Linked DNA regions of Sus scrofa: regions 2 and 3 are each linked to region 1. The links are chromatin contacts, called in public Hi-C maps. All regions are on one chromosome and are shown on one strand. The core of a region is the stretch at or near the end of the contact, and the rest is flanking DNA. Distances in the headings are between cores, read along the strand shown.

Region 1 (4,325 bases), core at 889-3,388:
GGCAGGTGAGTCTCAGCAGGGCCCCACAGGTTCACAGACATCTCAAGGCTCCAGCTCCACCTTGCAGTTGCCCTGGTCACCCTTGGAAGACGCCTCCCCCAGCTCCAATAGGGGATAACTTCTCCTGCAGGCCCAGACGGCTGTCACTGCACTGGCCACCACTGGCCTTTGGTTACCCGAGGATCCCCCAAGGTCTTCTCAGTCTCACAGAATTTTCCTGTGGGGGGGTGGCAGGAAATGTGAGCTGCTCCGCTCTGGGTGTGGACTCTACCTAGCTTTTCGCAGATAGCACTTGAGCTAAGAGTCTGTAAATGAGCAGGATGGTGACATCATTCTTATTTTCAGTTGAAGAAACTGAGGTATAGTGACAAATCTCAAAGGCATCCTATGGCAAGAAGAAAACCAGAAATGGAGCGCGAGTCCCTCATTTACTGTGAGGAAGACAGGCTCCGAGGTCTCCGAGGGGGATTCCTGGCTGGGCTACTTTGCAGCTCATCTTGGCTCTGGGGAGGAAAAGGGTGTAAGGAGTTATCACTACCACTGCCTGTATTTAGAGGCAGAGGTAAGATCAGAATCCTGGTTGCTCTAAAGACCCTTTCCAGAACGTTCTGTGCCATGGGGTGGGGTGATGGGGGGATTAATAATAATAATAATAATGACAGTCGTAGTCATTGAGGGCTTCCCATGTGCCAGACAGGGGTCTAAGCACTTTACTGCTATTAAATCATTAAATCCTCACAAAATTTCTGTGAAACGGAAGTATTTTTATCCCCATCAGCTCATTTTGGGCTTCCTAGAGGTGGAGATCCCGAACGTCCTTTCGCAGGGAAAGCACATGGTTGGCCCCTTGGAATCCACGTGCTAAACCGGCGTGCACCGGCCGGCTGGGTGACTCCAGGCCCAGATGGGACCGTTCCCGGCGGTGCAAGGCGGGGGAGCCGGTGACGTCAAAAGCACGGCCTATCCTTCTTAAAGGCGCAGGTTCACACTCCGAGTTAGTTTTTCTGTTGGGACAAATAACCGCTGACCACAGGAAAGTTGTAGAGGCGAGACAGCTGGTGGTCTCGGGTAAGGTCGGGAAAGAAATGCGTCTCCCTGAGAAGCGGGATCAGAGATGGCATCGCAGGATTTATGTCCACCTGTCACCTGGGGAGGCAACCTGGTGCAGGGAAAAAGGTACTTACCCGGTTCTAATACCGGATTCTTCGAGCCTCATTCCGTCTTCTGTAAAATGGGGTTAATAATAACCCATTTCTAGATATTCGGAGATTTAGAAGAAATCGGTTTTGTGAGAGTAAGCAACAAAGAAATGTGGGTCCCCTACCCCTACTCAATCTTCACCCTTTGCGAAGGAGGAATCCGAGGCACAGAGCGGTGCTGTGACCTGCCCAGGGTCACATGGCGATGGGACGAAGCCCAGATTGAATCCGGTTTAACCCAGGTTTCCCGGCTCCCGGGCCAGCCTTCTATCGCTGTCCAGCCTACCAGGCCCAGGTTACTTACTGCTTCTCTAAATCTATTGCTCGCGCTCGCGTGTTACCCGGCAGTTTGTCAAGAGGTCTTGGAATTTCAGTCTCAATGGATTGCCTGTTAAGTGCGGACGGCCCCATTTGATACAGTCGCCGTTGAGTTGTAAAAACTTAGCAGAGTCCGGTAGTTAAATGCTTTGCCATCGCCGATTCAAAAGCCCGCCTCCATGCAGATGAGGAAAATGGGGGGATGCGGAGAGTGCGTTGCTCACGCTCGTTTGCAAAGTTTGAGGGATCAGCAAGCTGCCCGGGTGCTGGTGAGGTGTGTTGGTGACAATACGAAGTCAAGCGTATCACTGCCGCCAGGTCACACGCGGCGCCGAGACCCCCAACCTTGGCGCGTGGGCCCGGCAGGGCACTGGGGAGGCACAGGTGGCGCGGGTCCGAGACAGCGCTGGTCCTGGACGAAGCTGGTACGAGTAGCAGCGCCGGCGTCACTCCGGGCGTGCGGCCGGTCGGCCCACGGGGGCGGGGCCTCCCGGCGCGTTCCGGGGGCGGGGCGAGCTCCGCCGCTTTCCGAGTCGGCCTTGCTGCCCGGTGAGGGCTCGCGGAGCCCGCACCGGCCGCGGAGCCGCTATGGGCCCGCCCGGCCCCGGGCGCCGCGGCGCGCGAGCACCGGCCAAGAGCCAGGTGAGTGGGCAGGACCAGGGTTGAGGGTTCGGCTGGAGACGGAGGCGGGAGTCGGATCTAAGGGGGTCCCGGGGAGGCTGAGCCCGGGGGTGATGGGCTGAAGGCCGGGAGTCGCGGGCCGACCTCGTCGGCCCCACCGGGCGCTCTCTGAGCGGCTCCGGGGTAGAGAGTGTCGCCGAGGGACGAGGAGCTATCTTTCGTCGATCCCCACTTCTCGCACTCTCGGCCGACCGATTTGGGGGAGGGAGAGCAGAGAGACTGTTCTTCCCACCCAGGCCCGGGGCCTGGCGCTTCTGGCCTTGGGAAGATGGGTGCGGGAGAGGACCAGGCACCCATGCCTGCAGTCCCCAGAAAACAGATGGGGGACTGAGTCCCCTTGGCCGCTCTCAGATGTGTTTCTTCCCCTCACTCGTCTGCCCCACCTCTCCATGCCCTGTGACTTGGGGCTCAGGAGTGGGGGGCCTAGAGGGGCGGCTCAGGCGTTTTGATCTTTAGGCCCCAGACCCCCCCCCCCGCACCTACGCTGAAGAGATGCCCCGTAAATCTGTGTGGGGAGGGTAAGGGCATGGCGGTGGGTCATTACTGCCCGTTAAACCATGGGCGACTCTTCCAGTTTCCTTCCCGACTACAGACCAGACCCCCAGAGGGACCTTGGGTAGATCACTTCACCTCTCTGAGCCTCAGGTTCCCCGATGGCAAAGTGGAGTTGGCAGTAATTGCTTTAATGGGTTGTTGCGAGAAACTCACTCTCAGTGGATGGATGGGGTGAGGGTCCGGGTAGTGTCCCCAAGTGCCCCTGCCTTGTTTTCTTTCCCCTCCCCCCGAGTCTGGTTTTGTGGGTAGATGCTCCGTTTGAGTGACCTTTGCTTTCCAGAACTGAAGCTGCGAGATGGCCGAGCAGGACCCCGGGGGCATCAGCCCCCTCCAGCAAATGGTGGCATCAGGCGCTGGGGCTGTGGTCACCTCTCTCTTCAGTAAGAATTGGGGAGGGTCGCGGAGGGGCGGGCAGCTGGGAATTGGAGGGGTCAGGGTGGGTCCTGCAAGGAGTCCTCAGACCTGCCCTCCTCCCCCAGTGACCCCCCTGGATGTGGTGAAGGTCCGCCTGCAGTCTCAGCGCCCCTCGGTGGCCAGTGGTGAGTGCCCAACCCCAGAGCCCGTAGGGTAGGGGCTGGTGCCAAGGATTTCCCAGAGGTGGGGGCTTCCGAGTAGGTAGGGGACACTCCCAACTTGGGTACTGCCTTGTATTTTAGAGCTGATGCCTCCATCCAGACTCTGGAGCCTCTCCTACGCCAAATGTGAGTGCCCTAAGCCACAGGGTACCTGTAAGGGTCCAGGGGAGGGAGTGTACCAGTCTGCCCAGGGCTCACAGGGGCCCCACAGCTATGGACTAGCACTGGCTTCTAGATCCCATCAGCCACCCCTCTCTCTCTGACACAAGAATGTCCACCCATGGACCCCAGGCTCTGCCGGCCCTCCAGGGATGGGGATGGGAGCGCACTGCCTCCTGCAGGGTTCCAGGCCTGTCATCCTGATGCCCCCACTCCTTCCCCAGTGCCCTCCTCTCTCCAATCCACAGGGAAGTGCTTCCTGTACTGCAATGGTGTCCTAGAGCCCCTGTACCTGTGCCCGAATGGTACTCGCTGTGCCACCTGGTTTCAGGACCCCACTCGCTTCACTGGCACCGTGGTGAGGAGCAGCTGCACCCTGAGCTGGGCCTGTAGGCCTTGCTGAGGGGTACAGATTGGTTGGGCAGCAGACTAGGAAAGAATGAGTAGTGGGAAGCATGTAGGGCTGGCCAGTTCGGTTTGGGAAGGGCTTCCCTGAGGAGGTGGTGCCTTCAGGAGGTTTTGAAGGGTGAATAGGAGTCCACTTAGAGCCAATTAGGGAATTATGTGTGTGGAGGCCTGAGCAGAGGCATCAGGCCAGGGCCCAGCCTGGGCCATGTCCATCACAGGCCTTGTTCACACTCATCCTCCCTCCCCCTGGGCTGGTGCCTGCTTGGCCAGGATGCCTTTGTGAAGATCGTGAGACACGAGGGCACCAGGACCCTGTGGAGTGGCCTCCCAGCCACCCTGTGAGTACCCCAGTACTGTGTCTGGTCTCCTCCTGTTACCCCACAGATCCCTTACTGCCCTGTGGGCCGGCCAGGCGAGGCAGGGAGGCTGG
Region 2 (4,325 bases), core at 1,264-3,763, 190 kb after region 1:
GGTTAAGGATCTGGCGTTGCCCTGAGCTGTGGCGTAGGCTGGCAGCTATAGCTCCGGTTGGACCCCTGGATCCCGCGTTGCTGTGGCTGTGGCGTAGGCTGGCAGCTATAGCTCCGGTTGGACCCCTAGCCTGGGAACCTCCGTATACCGCTGGTGGGGCCCCAAAAAAGCAAAAAAAAAAAAAAAATAATAATAATAATAAAAATAAGTGAGGAAATGGAATTTCAGAGAAGGCAAGTAAGTTGCCCAAGGTCACACAGCTTACTGATTGGCAGAGTCAAGAACCAAAACCAAGTCTGCCTGGGGAACTGGAATCTCTTCTCACTGAAAGCCTTCCAGACAAGAAAGACTCCTGTCCGCATTGTACCCCTCTAAGCTAGAGCCTGGATGTGCGGGGACATGCTGATGGCTGTCTCCCAGCTGCCTGGGCTGGGGCTTCTCTGCGGAGGCAGTGATGGTTAGTCCTCCCGGGGGCCAGAGGACAGGAGGGCTGTTGCTGCTTGTCCCTAAGGCCCGCTCTCCCAGGAGGCAGGGTCAGAGTCCCCGGAAGAAGTGGAGCATGGAGCTGGCAGACCTGGGCCCTTCTGTCTCCCTCTGCAGGAGGTCCCTGCTTCAGGTGCTGCCTTCCTCTCTGACATCCTGCAGCCACGGGGTAGGGGGACCACCCAGAGCTGTGCCTCCCATGTGACCCTACCCTAGCCTGTCCTTGCCAGACTCTCCAGCCTGTCCTCTTAGGCACCAGCGCCCTCCGCCTCCTTTCGTCCCTTTCCGGAGGTCCTCCCCTCTTCCTCAGGCCACCAGGCGGCGGTCAAGAGTCTCCTCCTATCAGGACACACCCATCTCCCCTTCCAGGTGCCTGGATCTCATGGCAGCCACTGCCATCTGCCCTGCTCATGCCAGTCTGGCAGAGGGCACAGATCCTCAACGGGCGGCACGGTTAGCCGGACTCTAGGTTTTGTGCCCAGAAAACCTCATTTGGGGGGCTCTGTGCCTCTCTCCCCCCTTGCCGTGACTCTAGCTGCCCAGCCACGGCTCCTTCCATCTGGGATGGAGCCAGGTTACTACCTGGCTCACCCACGGGGTGCTGCATCCTTTCCAGGCCCCATGGGGCCCGCAGATTAATATTCTCGAGTCGCCTGTGCTTCCTGCTTGTGTGGGAACAAGGCTGTGTGGCGGAGCCCGCTGGCCGCCCCACCACCTGCATACCAATGGGGCTGCAGCTCCCACTGCAGCGCAGGACCTAGCATCTTGGCTGCGGCGGTGGCGGCTGTGCAGGAGCCCTGCTAGGAGAGTCCCCTTGCCGGAGCCCGTGCCCTCTCTGCAGGGCTCCTGCAAGGGAAGCCAGCATGGCTGGCGGGAGTTCCAGCCCAAGCAGGGTTATCTGCTGGGAGCCAGGAGTGCTTGGACCCCTGCCCTTCCCTGGGCGGGCGGGCTGGCATCCGGCTCCCGCAGCCCCAGCACTGCCGGGAGCAGCAGGTTGAAGCCTGTCCACCTCTTGGCTGAGCGATCTGAGTGCCACGGGCCAAGCCAGCCTTGCCGAGGAACGGATAACTCTCTAGCAGCATGGGGCCTTGCTGAGCATTTCCAGGGCCGGGGATACCTGAGGCTGGCTGCTGGCTCCTTGCTGCCACCCTGCTTTTGCACCCTGCAAAGGGCCGGCCACTTCTAGGAGGGCCCCCTGCAGTTTCCAAGGGCCTTTCCTCCTGGTTCTGGGTTGGGAGGGAAAGCGAGTGAGCCTGTGTGTGTGTGTGTGTGTGTGTGTGTAACCCCACCCTCCTGGCCACATCTGGCCACTCCTGCAGATGTGGCTCTGGCATTGTGGCCGCAGAGTCGTCAGTGTGGCTGGCGGGCAGACCACAGAGGAATGTGCTTGGCGGTGCTGGGGGGAGAAGGGCTGGGGGTGGGGTGCCATGTTACACTCAGGCCACCTCCCACTCCCGGCTCCGGGGGTCCCGGGGCCCAAGTTCAGCCATGAAGGTAGCACGGCCTTGGCCTTCGGCAGGCTTTGCCCTTGCTTTGGTGACGCTCATTCTGCAGGCTCCCTGAGGAGATCCGAGCTCATAGACTGCAATGGGTGTGGGAGCCTTTCCGAGCTCAGCCCTTAGCACCTCCTCCCAGCTCCCTCTCCACTCCTGATAAGGGGTGGCGGTGGGGGCCTGGGCACAGGCCTGCTCATGAGGCCGAGGCCGCAGAGACGATGGCAGCCCTCAGGATAGCAGGGTCTTTTCTTCTCCAGGCCTGGGCTGGAGAGGGCCTCCCTGCCCTCGGAAAGTCTTCCCCGCTACCCGTGGCCTCCCTGGGCCAGAGTGGGGAACGTGAGCCATGTCTTTGGGAAAAGAAATGGAAGAGAAACAAGCCGGCTGGGCCCTGCCTCTCTCACTTCCTCCTTCCTGGGCCGTGGGTAGCCTGCCTTCCCTTTCCTGCTGGTGTCGGGAGGCTTCGTGGAGTGTGGGCTGGGCTTGGGGCTCCCCGCTGGCGTGGTGTTTGCCCGGTTGCCCTGGCAACCACAGGGCAGGGGTGGGGAGTGACATTCAGTGACCGGAGGACAGTGTACAGGGATCAAGAGGTCGAGACCTGTCCTTCCCATTGGCCCACTGGAACCCTTGCCCCTCCCGGGGACCCCTCGGCCCATTGTCTGCCTGGAGACCCGGACCCTGCGCGTCCGGGTCTTGGTCTTGGGCCCCGGCCGGTCCCTCCCCCACTTTCCCCTTCCCAGCGGGTTCTCCCTGGGATCTGGCCGCAGTGCCAGCCCCCGCCCCCTGCCACTGCCCTTCTTCCTGTCTGATTCCCTTTCCTTTCCTGCCTTCTCCTCCTCCCACCTCCTCCCCGCGCCGCCCGCCCATTCTCTCTCTCCTTCCCCCTCCCCCCAGGCACAGCTGCTGTTTGGCTCGCTCTATATATAGCGGCATTTTCAGGGTAATTACAATAAAACTGTTGAAAGGAGATAATCCAGCAAAGGAAGCAAGTCTGACTCCCAGCCCCCTCCTGCCCCTGGTCGGGTGCAGCCCCGCACCCCCCTGGTCCTGCGGCCTCCTGCTCCCGCCCCGCCCCCTCTTCCCAGAGCCTCACCCTCCCGCCCCATCTGCCCCAGCTGGGTGTGGGGCAGAGAAAAGGGCAGCAGATGGGCATGGCCAGAGGGTCCCCACAGACCTATCCTGGGCTTACCGAGAGCCCTGGTTGCCAGCTCCATCATTTCTAGAACCCACCATTGTGCCTCAGTTTCTCCTCTTGTGTAGACTTCTTGGCCGGAAGGGTGTGGGGTTGAGAGGTGGGGGAGGAAGCACCTTTTGCTTTAGAAGCAAAGGATTTGGATTGACATCTTCATTCCTTGATCACCTGTCTGCTGGTCTTTGGTCATGTTACTTAAACCCCTCTGCTAGGTTTCCTTATCAATAAAGTCAGTCTCGTAAAATGCCCGGTGGCCTTAATGGTCAGTGACAATATTGTGTCTGGAGCCCTCGCAACCTTCCAGGTACCCTGCTTTGCTTTTGCCCATTTTCTTATCGAAGTACATGCCTTCCAGCTCATTTAATGAAGGCAGAAGGTGTCATCCAGGGAGCAGAGGGATTTGGCTACCCCCCCCAATCCTCTTTGGGTCTAATAGTCCTGCCTGGTAGCTTTCTGAGCCCCAGGCAAGGCTGCCAGGCCTGGTGGGGTCTGGGATTGGCCTGCTGACCCCCTTCCTGTCTCTTCTCCTGCAGTGGAGGTGAAGCCGGTGCTGCCAGGAGCCATGCCCAGCTCCATGGGGGGCGGGGGAGGAGGCAGCCCCAGCCCCGTGGAGCTTCGGGGTGCTCTGGCAGGCCCCGTGGACCCCGCGCTGCGGGAGCAGCAACTCCAGCAGGAGCTCCTGGCGCTCAAGCAGCAGCAGCAGCTGCAGAAGCAGCTCCTGTTCGCTGAGTTCCAGAAACAGCACGACCACCTGACCCGGCAGCATGAGGTCCAGCTGCAGAAGCACCTCAAGGTGAGCGAGGGGGGTGCGGGGGGGCCACCCAGACGTCCGACCCCCGCCCGGACCTGGCTCACCCTGCCTCCCTCCCCCCTGCACCCCTGCAGCAGCAGCAGGAGATGCTGGCAGCCAAGAGGCAGCAGGAGCTGGAGCAGCAGCGGCAGCGGGAGCAGCAACGGCAGGAGGAGCTGGAGAAGCAGCGGCTGGAGCAGCAGCTGCTCATCCTGCGAAACAAGGAGAAGAGCAAAGAGAGTAAGGCCTAGGGCCTCCTGGGGCTGGCCTGGACTCCCACCCCACCCGGGCAGCCCCGGTTGTGGGGGTCCTGGCTGCGACCTCCCAGGTCAGCTGTGCCCTGTCCTGCAGGTGCCATCGCCAGCAC
Region 3 (4,325 bases), core at 852-3,351, 160 kb after region 1:
GCAAAAAAGACAAAAAAGACAAAAAAAAAAAAAAAAAAAAGAAAATTCCGGGCCCATCACCACTGAAAAACAAGCTCTGCCAGTGGGATTTAGGAATCGGCATTTTCAAGCACCCTAAATTTTTTTTTTTCCTCTTTAGGGCTGTATCTGCAGCATATGGAATTCCTAGCCGCACCACAGCAATTCCGATCGAAGCTGCCTCTGCAACCTATGCAACAGCTTGCAGAAACACCAGAACCTTAACCCACTGATCGAGGCCAGGGGTTGAACCTGCATCCTCATGGGTATTAGCCAGGTTCTTAACCTGCTGAGCCACAACAGTAACTCCCTAAAGTTTAAAAACCACCTTTCTGGGCCAGATATAGATTTCAGTGACAACACTGGAAAGCCTTTAAGCTCTCCCTTGATTAGATTTATGTTCTAAAAAAGGTTATTTTGGCTTTGGGAGAAGTCTGGGATGAATGCAGGAAGTGGATTGGTTGGAGAAGCAGCTACAGCATCTCAAGTGAGGGATGATGTGGCTGCAGACAAGGGGCAAGGATGAAGATGGGTGGGACTGGTTCATGAGATACTTTGTAGGAAGAACTTTTATCATTTATTACAGAAACATTTATGTATTTCCTTCCTTCCTTTTTTCTTTTTCAGCTGCTCCCACAGCATATGGAAGTTCCAAGCAGGAGCTGTGACCTACGCCACAGTTGCAGAGACTCTCCATCCTTAACCCACTGTGCTGGGGGTCAAATGGGCACCTCCACAGGGACAAGCCGGATCCTTAACCCACTCTGCCACCGTGGGAACGCCAATATATTCACTTTTTCTGATTAGATGAATAATACATGATAGTTACAAAATTTCAGATATACAGAAAAAGATTAAAAAGAAAGCAAAGGTAAATATTTTGCTATATATTCTTTTTTTGTGTGTGTGTCTTCTTTTTTTGCCTTTTCTAGGGCCGCTCCCATGGCATATGGAGGTTCCCAGGCTAGGAGTCCAATCGGAGCTGTAGCCACCGGCCTACGCCAGAGCCACAGCACACAGGATCCGAGCCGCGTCTGCAGCCTACACCACAGCTCATGGCCACACCGGATCCTTAACCCACTGAGCAAGGCCAGGGATCGAACCCACAACCTCATGGTTCCAAGTTGGATTCATTAACCACTGCGCCTCGACGGGAACTCCCCTGGTATATATTCTTAAAGGCTTTTTAATATGCATACATATTCAGACATATGGGTCTAGTTTTTTGGCATTTACAGTAAATGGAACAATTCTGTAGTACTTATTTGATTCCTGATTTTCAAGAACACAATATATCATGCGGATCTTTTCAGGTCAATATAGACATATCATTTTTTAATGTCTGGAAAGTATTCCACTGAATGGATGTGCCCAGGTTTATTCGCCAATCCCAGCTGCTGCTATTTAGGTTGTTTCCAACTTTTCACAGGATTATAAGGAATCTCTTTCCTTCTATACTCACTTTTGAGCACAATGTTTATTTCCCTGGAATACATTTTCGTTAGTGAAATTACTAGGTCACTGACAAACCATCTAGGGTCTATCACATATACTGTGTCCTAAGTAGTGCTGTGGAACAGGGTGGCACTGAAGCCAGGGACCGGAAGTCTTCCTTTTGAAGGCCTTGGACTCTTACAACTGTACCCTGGTTCTTCCCAGTATTTTTTTTTTTTTTCTCCCCTTGGCACAGATTTAGTGTGTGAGGTCGGAGCTGGTGTCGATGGCGGCGGGTTCGGGACCTGTCCCAGCCATCCGCTCTCAGCCTGGCCCCCAAGGTGGGGCCTCCACAGCCCTCCCAGCCCCTAGGAATCCATCCCCAGTTCCCCTCCCCCAAGGCGGGAGGGCGTGTTAAGGAGAAGCTCAGGCAGGCAGCGATTGCACCATCCACGGTTCGAAAAGGAAGTGGAGACAGCGCAGAGGAAAAGCGTGCATCCCAAAGGCTGAGCCCCTAGCAGCCAGACCTGTACCCCCGCAGCAATCCTTCCACCACTACTCACGGGGCTCCGATCCCTTGCCTTCCTCCCCTTCCCCAGCCCAACCCTTGGCTGTGTATTGGCTCTTTAAGAAGCTGTCACGGTGGCGCTGTTGGCCCCGCCCCGCGGGGAGGGCCGAGAAGGAGGGGAGGGGTTGGTGGTGGCTGAAACTGGGGGGGTCTGGGTCTATTTTTAGCGCTGGGTCGGATCACGTGACGGGAGTGACGTCTCCGAATGTTGTTGTTGGTGGCGGCGGCGAGCGGAGCCGGAGGAGCTGCCGCAAAGATGGAGGAGCCGTCGAGGAGGCGCTGCCGCTGCTGCCGCCGCCGCTGCTGCCGCCGCCGCCTGCGAAGCCGGAGCTCGAGCCGCAGGGGGTGAGCGCGCTGCACCACCCCCGATCCCACTTCCCCCCAGCCCCCCGGACGCGACGCGGCGCCCCCTCCTCCAGCCGTCGCTGCCCGCGGGCTCCCCGCGCGCGCGCCGCGCTCCGCGCCCCCCTTCCTTCCTCCTGGCGCCCGGGTGCCAGCCGGCGCCCCCTGGGAGCATCACCGGCCCGGGAGCCGGGCCTCGGGGCTACTGCGCGCGCCCCTCCCAGCCCCTCCCAGGTAGGGGCGCCTTCCCTGCAGGTAAGGGAGGGGCCCATCTTCCCGCGACCCACACCCCCGAATGGCTGGGAGACCGGCCGGGGCAGTCGGATTTGCCCTCTCCCGGGCGGCGCGTGGTGCGTTGCAGAGCGACTTGAGCCTTGCAGCCGGATTCTGTGTCGACCCCTCTTCGCTGGACACCCTTTCTTGGTACTCTGAGGTGAGGGGCGCTGCCCACCCCGCAGCGCTTCTCCCCATACCTCAGAAGGTATCCTCGATTCTGTGTCCTTGACTTCTGTGCCGGAGGAGGGGGCCTGCGGGCCCACCTTACTTCTCTCTCCCATTATTCTCATTCCCTCCCCCTTGAGGTGTTATTGCGTTTGTTCCCACCCTCTTCTCCTGTCTGACACCCTGGAACCCGAGTGAGGAAGCTGGGAGATGAAAGCTCCCCCTACTTGTCTGGGGTGGATGCCCCCCGTTTTTCATCCTGGATCTGTGTCTCATGGAGGCAGAAACACTGCCTGTGCCTTTTAACTTGGGGGAGGCTGCTTCCCAACCCCACCCTTCCCTGGGGCCCTGGGGAAGATGAGACCTGATGGGGTAATAAGTAATTAATCTGGGAGTCTGGTTGGTGGAGTGGGGTGGAGGGGAAGGTGGGAGCACCCCTCTGGGGGGAGGAGGTGACCACCTGATAGTCCCTGTTGGCCTTCTGAGATGAGATGTGTCCCAAAAGAGGGAGGTTAGCAGCTGCAGTTGCTTTTGGGGGTGCTCAAGTGAGCCACGACTCTGACAGTGACCACTGTGCTTCAGGGGCCTGGAATTAGCTTTGACGATTGGAAGTGATGCTCGTGGTGACTGGGTTCAGGGTCCAACTGGGAGGGAAAGATGGAGTCAGAACATAGGAACAAAAGGAGGCAGAGGATGGGAGGTTCAGGACTTTTAGCCAGAAGGACCCCTAACCAGCCTACTTTGCAGGACTGGGGCCTGGGGCTGGATCCTGCCCTGGGCCTCCTCAGGTTTGGAGGGTCCTCAGTCTGAGTTCCAGGTACCAGGGATCCTGAACCTGTGCTGGCTGTTGAGATGCTGGGTTGGGTTGGGCTGGGCTGGGCTGGGGATGGTGGATGAGCCACGTAGGGGGCTGCCTGCTTTTTCATTTCAGTCTTAACCTCCTTCCTGTACCTTGTAAATTCAAGCTTGGGGAGCTCTTGGTTTGCGTCTTGCCTCTTCTTGATTCCTCTCTTTGCTCTGTCTCCCCCTTGGACTTGGATCTGGGCTATGTCCAGACAAGGCAGGTGTGGGGGGGTCTCTGAGTTAGAGGGGTGGGCCCCCAGCATCTCCATTCTATCCTGGGAATATGTGTGCATGCCAGGGGCCAGACAGACAGATACCAGGTGCAGTTTATCTGGGGGGGGGGGCTGGCTGGCGGCAAGGAATGAGAAATGTTAGCTCTGTGCCAGCCTCCCCTTCCCTCTCCAGTATACCCTCCTTTGGGGCTGGATGGAGTAATTCAGAGAGGGGGGCAGCTGTATCACATGCCCCACCCACTCCAAGTAGCTGCAGAGACAAAGGTTGCTTTGCCTTCCCTAGGGGTGGCATCTTCGCTGTGTGTTTAGAAATAGGGCCTGGGGATGGGGCGGTGGGGGGGGGTAGTTTGTGTTTCTGCAGGGGGAGGGGGCATCCGCGCGCTAGGAGTTGGGGGGGAGTGTAGTCGGTGCCGAAGTACCAGCTGCTCTTTAATAATTAATTCTTC

What was found. Hi-C and Micro-C count contacts between places; a contact is called where the count stands out from the background.
Region 2: a contact with region 1 is called in a Hi-C map of epiblast stem cells, with 1.7 times the contacts expected there. The contact joins the enhancer-like site here to the promoter of SLC25A39 in region 1. A contact is called at or near these places in 1 of 5 promoter capture datasets (fetal liver), 2 of 47 Hi-C or Micro-C datasets (embryonic fibroblasts and epiblast stem cells) and 1 of 2 datasets of contacts at active chromatin or transcription factors (alveolar macrophages).
Region 3: a contact with region 1 is called in a Hi-C map of embryonic fibroblasts, with 2.1 times the contacts expected there. The contact joins the promoter of C12H17orf53 here to the promoter of SLC25A39 in region 1. A contact is called at or near these places in 1 of 5 promoter capture datasets (fetal liver), 4 of 47 Hi-C or Micro-C datasets (alveolar macrophages, embryonic fibroblasts, heart right ventricle and 1 more) and 1 of 2 datasets of contacts at active chromatin or transcription factors (alveolar macrophages).

Annotation. Positions count from the first base shown.
Region 1 is chr12:18,913,403-18,917,727 of Sscrofa11.1, forward strand. It overlaps SLC25A39 (solute carrier family 25 member 39), which reads left to right and starts at 2,139. Exons shown (of 12, transcript NM_001244966.1): 1 at 2,139-2,159; 2 at 3,034-3,133; 3 at 3,233-3,292; 4 at 3,410-3,454; 5 at 3,712-3,845; 6 at 4,166-4,233. The coding sequence starts at 3,049.
Region 2 is chr12:19,100,223-19,104,547 of Sscrofa11.1, forward strand. HDAC5 (histone deacetylase 5) reads left to right here. Exons shown (of 27, transcript XM_021066892.1): 4 at 3,702-3,961; 5 at 4,054-4,198; 6 at 4,310-4,325. Among named protein-coding and RNA genes, the nearest start is that of G6PC3, 24 kb to the right of the region's middle. Within about 2 kb of position 2,514, at least 57 of the 83 cell types and tissues checked have an H3K27ac peak or open chromatin away from gene starts, as enhancers often do. A contact at or near this core is called in alveolar macrophages, embryonic fibroblasts, epiblast stem cells and 1 more, where this site is marked.
Region 3 is chr12:19,075,776-19,080,100 of Sscrofa11.1, forward strand. C12H17orf53 reads right to left here and starts at 2,102. Exons shown (of 11, transcript XM_021066897.1): 1 at 2,016-2,102. HDAC5 (histone deacetylase 5) reads left to right here and starts at 2,135. Exons shown (of 27, transcript XM_021066892.1): 1 at 2,135-2,365.